Linked DNA regions of Gossypium hirsutum: region 1 is linked to region 2. A link is a contact called in public Hi-C data. All regions are on one chromosome and are shown on one strand. Each heading gives the region's core, a stretch centred on a gene start, on an enhancer-like site or on the middle of the called end of the contact. The rest is flanking DNA. Distances are from core to core; before and after follow the strand shown.

The links. Hi-C and Micro-C count contacts between places; a contact is called where the count stands out from the background.
Region 1: a Hi-C map of fibers shows a contact between it and region 2, with 5 times the contacts expected there. The contact joins the promoter of LOC107927131 here to the enhancer-like site in region 2. A contact is called at or near these places in 10 of 34 Hi-C or Micro-C datasets (callus, fibers, hypocotyl and 2 more).

The regions. Positions count from the first base shown.
Region 1 is chrD03:49,537,982-49,542,725 of Gossypium_hirsutum_v2.1, forward strand. LOC107927131 (P-loop NTPase domain-containing protein LPA1 homolog 1) reads left to right here and starts at 1,446. Exons shown (of 8, transcript XM_016858133.2): 1 at 1,446-1,804; 2 at 1,897-2,086; 3 at 2,999-3,333; 4 at 3,857-3,938; 5 at 4,026-4,445; 6 at 4,537-4,744. The coding sequence starts at 1,928.
Region 2 is chrD03:49,498,095-49,502,876 of Gossypium_hirsutum_v2.1, forward strand. It overlaps the pseudogene LOC107927064. Among protein-coding and RNA genes, the nearest start is that of LOC107927113, 3.4 kb to the left of the region's middle. Within about 2 kb of position 1,912, at least 3 of the 9 cell types and tissues checked have an H3K27ac peak or open chromatin away from gene starts, as enhancers often do. A contact at or near this core is called in fibers, where this site is marked.

The DNA of each region.
Region 1 (4,744 bases), core at 196-2,695, 39 kb after region 2:
ATCACTTAAACAAAATTTTTTAATTGAACTTGAAAAAAAATCTTTATTCCATCTACTCACATTATTATTTTTATACTTTTAAACATTTTGGGTTTAAAATTTATATTAATTCCTTTATATTTTCTTTTTTCACTAATTAAATAATTCATTTACTTTTTAATTAAGAATTTTAAAATGAAGTGAAGTTAAAATATTTTAAATCATTATTTTAATATCAAAATATAAATACAGTTTATTTATTTGAATTTTATAATATTTCAAAAAATTCTAATATATTATTAATTAAATAATATATACAATTATACTGTGCATGGCATTAAAAAATTATAGTAAAATCAGTTATACTCGATAGCAGTGCGAGTTTGCTGGCAAAAACATGTGGTAGCCACAAACCGAGACATGTGTCCGATAGTAAAGAGTGTTCTCTAGTTTTATGTCTCCAGCTATATTTTACTCTTATCTTTACTTTCGTTGCGGTCCAAGGTTGTTCCATTGTAAATTAGATCCGTCGGTGAGGGGAAATTATAAAAAATAAAGTAAATGAGATTTTACTTGGAATAATATGTATGTTTTATTTTAAATTATTTTGGATTTAAATATCAAATGGATATGTATTATTTGTGTAAATTTTTTTATTAAAAAACAAAAAAATTATCAATTTTACAAGAAAAGTAAGAATATCCAATTTATAATATCTTTAAGATTGAAACTTTGATTTAAATCATGTTTTAATTTATTGGTTAAAAGTGTTGATCATATCCCAAAATCGTGAACTCAATTTGTAGATCAGTATAAAGAAAATATTTTGGTTATTAATTAATTTTCATTTAATTGCGAATTAAAAGTCAACATGTAATTAAAGAGACTAATTATCGTGTTTTACTTTTTTTTTAAATCGCGAGTTAAAAAGTCAATTATTTACGTAATTAAAGAGATTAATTGTTAATAATAATGTTTTTTCTTAAATATCTTAACTTTAAATTTTACGAGTCGGTGCGTAATACTTTTCTTTAATGGCTGTAGTTAGGGTGTTAATTTGGTTAACACCAAATTGAACAATGAACTAAAATTCCGTTTATTTTAACCATTAACTTAATAATAGAATTACTGAATATTAATACACTGCTAAAAAGTTACCCAAAAGTTTTTCTTATTTAAAATTTAAAATAAACTAACTAAATAATAACTTACTTAAAACAAATTATTTAAAAAACTATTTTCTCACCTGTATAGTCGTTGATAAATTAAAGGAATTGAAACATAAATAAACCAATAAAAAGGGTATTCTGCGTCAAGTCCTTTTCTCTAAGCCTCCTTTCCCTTCTTTTCCTTAATTACACATCAAGGACAAAACGGGATTTTTCGCTACTTTCATTCTTTTACCCTCTTCTTTTTCCTAAAATTGCCTCAATTGCCATACCTTGATGATCGTGCCAGTAGAACGGGCCCCACACACTAATTCATCTAAATACCCTTCCCTTTTCCCTTAAACCAAAACAGAGACGTACTGTACTTACGCACTGATATCGAGGGTATTTCGGTCTTTTATAAAACCCGCGCAATTCAGAAAAGGGGGGAAAAGAAAGGAGAAAAAGTAAAAACACAAAAAAGGACTCGTGTAAGCTTTGCTTGCGTGATGCGTGGTATAGTGTAAGTGATGACACGGCCAAAGAGCTTAAAAAACCCTTTCACTCGCTTCGAAAATGGCGGTTTCTTGGATTTCATTCATGATTTATGGAGAAAATCCAACATTCAAACCCTAGCGATCTTTGTTTTTGGTTGATTTAGCTGTATATTTATTCAGGTAAGATTCTTTTTGTCTTCTTCGTTGATTCTTCTACATTGCGTTATTTCAGAAGGTTGACGTTTTGATTCTTCTTTTTTTGATGATCACAGATAGCGCGCGCGAGTGAGAGAGAGAGAAGAGATGGGAGAGATTCCGAAGGTATTGTACATAATGGTAGTGGACGAAGGCGAGAAGAAGGAGAAGGAGAAGGAGAAGGAGAGGTCGTCGTTTCGGTACACGCGTCCCGTTCTTCAGAGTACTCTTCAGCTCATGGGATGCAAAGCTCGTCATGCTTTCAAGGTTTTCTCTCTTTCTTTCTTTTTGAAATTTGATTTTCTTTAAAGAAAACTTCAAGCAATCAGGCTGATTTCGCTTATTTATGGATTTTCATTTTATCCTCGATTTCTTTCTATTCGCAAAATATTATTACGAATTTACGATATAATAGAGTAAACTCTGGATGATTAGTTGATAGATCTGGATTGCTTATCACGTGTTCTATGAAATTTCTTTCCGAATTTACATGTTTTTTTTTAAAATTCGGATTTAATGCTGAGCCTAAACAGTTTCATAGTCGCGCTTTTTTTGTTTTTTTTGTTTTGGCTTCTCTATTTATCCGGAAAAAGAAAAACCAGCATCCTGTCGTTGTCATGGAATGGTAACGGAATATTTATCTCCTCGATAGATTTTTAACTTCCTATTTGTGTCTGCGCCTTTCAGATCTTTGCAAATGATCGAAATCCATATAGATGAAATCAGTTTGGATCAGTTTTATCTTTTCTGTTGGCACCTCTCTGTTGTGGATCTTGTACCACCGTGTGGTCCCATCATCGTTTTCTGTATTTATTGTATTAGTGCATGTTATAGGTTTGATTTTCAGTTTGTATTTAATATCTGCTTCCTAGTGGGTGATAGAAATCTTCGCTTTCGTGTCCAGTGAGAGGTTGAGGCGAGAATTAACTTGGAGACTTTTGCTAAATTAGATATATTTATAAAATTCTTGTATAATGTGGACTGCCCAGATTCTCTGTCGTGCTGTCACTTTTGGCATTATTATTCGTTTAGCATCAATAATTTTATCGTTTGGAGTTGTTGCATGTCATTCCATATTTAATTCTCTAATCTGACATGATTGGTTTTTCTCTCATGTTTCTTTGATTGTTATGGCAAGTGGATCCTTTTGCTAAATGTATTCTTTGTATTTCTTACCAGATTAGCCAGAGTGTTTTTGAATTGATAAGAAGTGATCCATTTTACAAGTCTCTACATTATGAGGGAAACGAGATCTTAAACTCTGATAGTTTCAAAGGGAACTCTGAAAGGGAAGACGTTCGTCCCACCAATGGTAACTTTGGCGGAGCAGAGGCAGGCAGCTGCTTAGTCTCAGATAAAGATGATGGAAATAAGACCATACCATTTGAGCTGTACAAAAGACGTACCACGGTTGTTGTTAGAAGGGAAACTTTCTTGGATGTTGTCTGTGAAGCTCTGGCTGAGTATAAGTATGTGGGTCCAAACCAGAGAGCTGACTTGATTTTGGCAAGCAGGTATTGTGAAACTGTGACATCTTATACCTACCAGAAACTTCTGCAATTATAATGGCCTGTAATTAATTGCTTGCATGTTGAATCTGCAAATATTCCTTCATTTTTTTTTCTGGTAATTTCATGGGGAGTTGTGGTAGCTTGTAGATTGGTAATTCACATTTCTCTTGGATTCTCTTTATTTAACGTGACAAACTTTTCATAGAATTTATTTCAAGAGACTATCGAGACTTGAGTTTCTCCATCAAATTTTCAATTGTCTGTCAACTTTCTTCTTTTCCCTCCTTTTGGTGGTTTTGCCAACAAGATAGAGTTCATAATCCCAAGTATTCCATAAGTTTCTAATGTAAGGTGTATGCATATTTTTATATTTAATGCCTAGTGCAGGAAATTTGCATATATGGTTTGGCATGGGTTTGTGATGGTTTTAGAACGGTCTTGTTCTATGTCCTTTGCTTGGGGGCTTCAAATTAGATGCAAAAACCTTCTTGTCTCCCCTTGTAACTGTATTTGGTCTTCACTGCAGAATACGAGAGAGGAAGGAATCTGTAACTGTGCTGTTGTGTGGCACTAGTGGTTGTGGCAAATCTACTTTGTCTGCTTTGCTGGTAGGTTGTGCTTTTCATGTTAATGTTGTGGCACTAGTGGTTGTAACTGCAATTACAAAATAGCTAATCTTTGGTAATGTCGTGCAGGGTGGTAGGTTGGGAATTACAACTGTGATTTCTACGGACTCTATTCGCCACATGATGAGGAGTTTTGCGGATGAGAAGGAAAATCCTCTACTGTGGGCTTCAACCTATCATGCTGGGGAGTGTTTGGATCCTGTGGCAGTTGCAGAAGCGAAGGCTAGAAAACAGGCAAAAAAGTTGGCAGGCATTGCTCAATCACTTCCCAAGGGTGAGGTAGCTGATGGTTCTTCAGCCAATGGGTCCCATACAATGGAGGGTAGTTCTGCTAGTACTGAATTGATCAGTTCCAAACAGATGGCAGTTGAAGGATTCAAGGCACAAAGTGAGATGGTAATAGACAGTCTAGACAGGTTGATTACTGCGTGGGAAGAGAGGAAAGAGTCTGTAGTTGTCGAGGGTGTTCACTTGAGCCTTAATTTTGTTGTAAGTATACTTTTTTTGGGGGGTTTCCTACAGCAAAATGTTTTTGTCCCAAACTTACTTTATTCTCGTCTTAAATTGTGATCATGTCCAGATGGGGCTTATGAAGAAACATCCCTCAATTATACCATTCATGATATATATTACTAATGAAGACAAACACTTGGAAAGATTTGCAGTTCGTGCGAAGTACATGACATTGGACCCTGCAAAAAATAAGTATGTAAAGTATATAAGGAATATTAGGACGATACAAGATTATCTATGTAAACGAGCTGACAAGCATTTGGTCCCCAAAATAA
Region 2 (4,782 bases), core at 662-3,161:
ATCGACAACCCTGTAAGGCTTTCACTTGATCATGTTTCAACTTTTCAATAGTGAATCATAGTTTTTTCTCTGTGTGTGGGGGCAAGCATGCATTTGGGGCCCTTGATGGCTGATACTTTGGCTGCTTACTAATACTTTGATTGATTGTGAAACCGACATGAATGTTTTTTTGTTTGGCACAAAAGAATACGAAGAAGGCTGACCTGACGCTTGCAACCGTTGCTTCTAGACCAATAATCAGGATGATGCTGTGGATTCTCACTGCTTCGGGACAAAATGTTCAAGGCAGAAGATTAAAAGAGTTCGGCTGCCGGTTCGAGGACACAAAGCTCGCAGCAATTACAACATGGTAGATGCCTAGATATATTTACTTTTTAAGAAAAATAAACTCCCAAGTCTTAGTGAAGATAGAATGAAAATGCCTTATAAACAGCAGAAGAAATATATTATCATCTAAATGCCAAATGAATAATTTGACATAAAAGTTAGCTCAACCTTACGTTATTCCAAAATATTTGATGATATACAAGACTAAAATCGAAGACAGATATAAAGGACTTGGGCAAAATGTAAGCTCAACACAATAATTAGCTTGTAATGATACTGGCGAGAACATCTGTCTTACCTCTTGCATAAATTGTGTAAACTAAGCGGATAGCATCAAGCCATCCGTCTAAAGATTCCCATGAGTCAGCAACCTGAAAGGAAGAACAGACAATACTCACTAAAGTTGGATTGCTATTCGTATATTGCTAAATAGCATAGTTGTCAAGTTTTCTGAAAGTGTGAAAGATATCGTTCCTTTAATAAAAGCATGATACTTACCAGAAAATTGGACCATGGGTAGTATCAATGCAGAGGCCTGCACCTGGTGGTAGAGTTAGATCAGCACATGATGATACAAATACAATATCTGGAATCTCAACTCTGATAGCTGAGTTTTCTTCATTTGTTACTTCTGCAATTGTGCCAGAGAGGCTTCGAGAAACTTATTTCTGTTCGGCTTTGATGACCTGCTCAATTGGAAAACAGAAGAGGACATAGAGGAAGAAAATGAAAGTCACGAGGATAAACCAACATAAACCAGTAGTATACTGAACCGACTTTGCATAGCAGTTTACATTGATTTTGCCTTGCATGCATAACATCCTGGAATTTATTATGATAGTGATCTACAACAAATATATTTTTGCTCATACTCTACGATTCATTCCATTTAAGTTCAGACATTAAATATCAAAATTTGCTTGAAGAAATGAATCCCTTGTTCCAGGAAAAAAAGAGAAAATTGAACTTGATATTTATTTGCAATAGACAACGAAAAACCAATCAGCTTTTTACCTGTTGAAGTGTTTCATGATTCAAAAAGAACTCTGTTCTCTTCCAATCACGATGCGGGGCAATTGCGTTTCCTACTGGTGGTGCAGTCCTATTTCCCTCTTTGAGATGGGGTAAAGGTAGCTGTCAAAAATATTGTCAGAAAATAATAGAAAATACAGAGAACCGATAATTGGCAGTTTAAAACAACACTGATGCACTGACAGAAAGAAATATGAAATGCATGGATTACACTAAAATATATTACTCCAATAATAATCTTAAAAAATCCAGGAAAATGCTAATTAACCAGGAAACAGAGCAAGATATTATTCTCTTTGCCAACAGATTCAACAATGCTTACGGAATATTCAATCAATTTAGAAGAGAATAAACCTCAAATATAAAGTTCAAATATCAATACTGACCATTGAACGAACAAGCTTCAAGGCACTGCTGTAAACCTGTAAAGTTTAAAACGTTAAATAAGAAGATATCCACAAACTGAGAAGTCAAATTGCATAACCCTGAAACTTTAAATTAAGGAGAAAAGGAGGTATATCATTATCTTTCTTATAAATTTATGCCGAAAGTTTTCATTTTCCAATAATTATGCCACCTATATAGCCTAAAAGTGATATTAAATCTAACCAAAACTTTGTGGTCCAAAATAGAACCAGACCCGATCTCATGTCTTCAAGTTCTCTTTTAGAAACAGATGAACTGATCTAAAAATCAAGAAAAAATAGAACCAGACCCGATCTACCATCTAGCAAGAAAAAAGCAAGAACCAGACCCGATCTAGAAATCAAATCAGTGAAAATTAACAGAAAAAATACCTGTTGATGACAAATGGTGGTCGAAAACTGAGCACATTTGGATCGGTAATCTGGACGGATATGGAGAAGAGGGAACCGAGGAAATGAAAGAAAACTACGATAATTGAATAGGGAACCGAGGAAATGAAGGAATGAAGGACTTCTTGGGGGTTAGTGGAAAATCGATAAACAGAAGCAGTGTTTTCTACCGGAAATGAAGGAAAGAATGAATGAGGAGATAGAGAGGAGTTTCCGGAAAATGTCTTACGGAAATTGAAAGGGTAAGACATTTTCCCTAAAATGTAAGCCAATTTCTCGTGCTTTGGATTTCATTTTCCAAATGGAAAATGTTTTCCGCCAATCAAACGCTGGAAAAGGCGGAAATGATTTTCCGGAAAATCAATTCCGCCAATCAAACAGACCCTTAGTTTAATTATAATAGAGTGAATTTGAGTTTTCAAATGGGTAAACTATCAAAATAGTTACTTTTGTTTGTCTTAGGTTATATTTTAGTCACTTATGTTATCGTGTTGTAACATTTTAGTCACTGAACAGTTAATTGCCGTCAATGGTGTAATAGTAAGCTGACGTGGCACGTTAAACCATCATTTCAAATGAAAATTTTAGGATAAATTCTACAATTGGTCCCCATGTTTTTTCATTTTGAGCAATTTATTTTTTATGTTCTTTTAATTTTTTTTTTCATTCTCTCCTGAGTCTCTCTATGTTTTCCTCCTTTCTTCATTTTTTAACGTAGTTTTTCTATGTTTTCTATTTGTTAAAACTAGTCCACAAGCTCACCTCACTCGAAAAAATTAAATTGTTCAAAAAATAAAAAGTATAGGGCCTAGTTTTAACAAATGGAAAACATAGAAAAACTAAGTCAAAATAAATGGTGAAGGGAGGAAAACTTAAGGAGAATCAGAAGAAAATGGAAAAAAATGAAAGTTAAAAAAACATAAAAATAAATAAATTAAATTGCTCAAAACGAAAAGATATGGGGAAAGATTGTATAAATTAACCTAAATTTTTTGTTTTAAATGATGATTTAACTTGCCACATGAGCTTACCGTTATAGCCCGAAATAGAGCCTAATCGGAATAGTAGTTTCATAACCACAAATCTGAAGTAAAATAGTTTAATTTTATAAATTTTTATTAATTACTGATTGATTGAAATATTGTGTGAAAATATGGATAGGAAATTTTAATGATTTAGTGCCTAATTGAATTTTTAGGACTAAATTGAGAAAAAATGCAAAGTGTGTCTAATTAGTGATTAAATGACTTAATTGAATTATTGCATGAAATTGGAAGTGTTTATGTGGAAAATAGACCATAAATTAGTGTTATGGACACATAAGGGTAACTCTAGAAAAAAATATCTAAGTAAATGGGTCAAGGGCATTTTTGTCAAAATTGAATAAAAGACAAAATAAGATGAAAATAAGTGTTCATCTTCTTCAAAATTGGAGCTTGCTGCCAAAAATTCCATGTTACCATAGCTAGGATTCTTGATTTTTCTAAGCTCAATTGTAAGTGATTTCTTGTCCCATTTTTAATTATTTTCGTATTTTTATGCTTATCGAGGCTTGAATTTCATGTTTCTACCATTTATTTTAAATGGAATTAAAGTTTAAAAATTCACTCATTCATGATATAGTTGTAATTTGATGAGTGATGTTAGATAATGAATGTTTGAAGTGTTAATTACGAGTTTTACTAGATAAATTTCGATAAAAATGTTGAAAAAGGACTAAATTGTGAAAGATAGTAAAGTGTGCATAAGTTGTGATTTTGTGAAATTGAGGGCTGATATGAGCATGAAATATTATTTATAAAATTTCAAAAAATATTTATATATAATAATTCTTATTTTTAAATTTGTAAAATTTGAATAACTTAATTTTTTTCTAAACCAACTATTTATCCAAACAAAGCAATTATAAGTTCTATAAAATATCAATATTTTAAAAATTTATAAAATTATTTATCCAAAAACAATTTTTAAGAAATTTAATTTAACTAGTGACAAGTTGCAACTCGTATTAACATCATGAGAACAATTTTTTTTAAAAATTATAACATAAAACTAAACTAGAATAAATTAATTACAATGATAAAGCTTTTAGCTCAAATCAGGGGTGGATACAAGGGGACAGATAGGGCCCTATTTCTCCCAAAATTGAAAAAATATCATTTTAATCCTTTATAAATGATTAAATTATAAATTTACTTTAACTCCTCAAAAATAAAAATTATATTTAATCCTTTTAAAGAATAATATCTGAAAATTTTATAATTTAATTTTTACCCTTAAAAAATATTTTTAATTTGAATCCTACTGAAATATTAAATTTTATGGAGGAGAAATAGACATCTTTTTCTTACAGTTTGAACAATACTTTGGGGGACCCACTTGGCTTAATAAAGTATTCATTTTGTGATTGTGACTTTGGGAGAATCTCAATGCACGTTGTTTTTGGCTTTTACGTTAACGACTTTAACTAATCTTATCTTAAAGTAATACATATAGTTTATTAATTAGTAACCGCCCATGGTTGTGACCCCTCTAAATTAAAGTTCACTACCAACGGTGTGGATTGAATACAATTAATATCGTTGTCGTTTCCATAATATATAGGTTA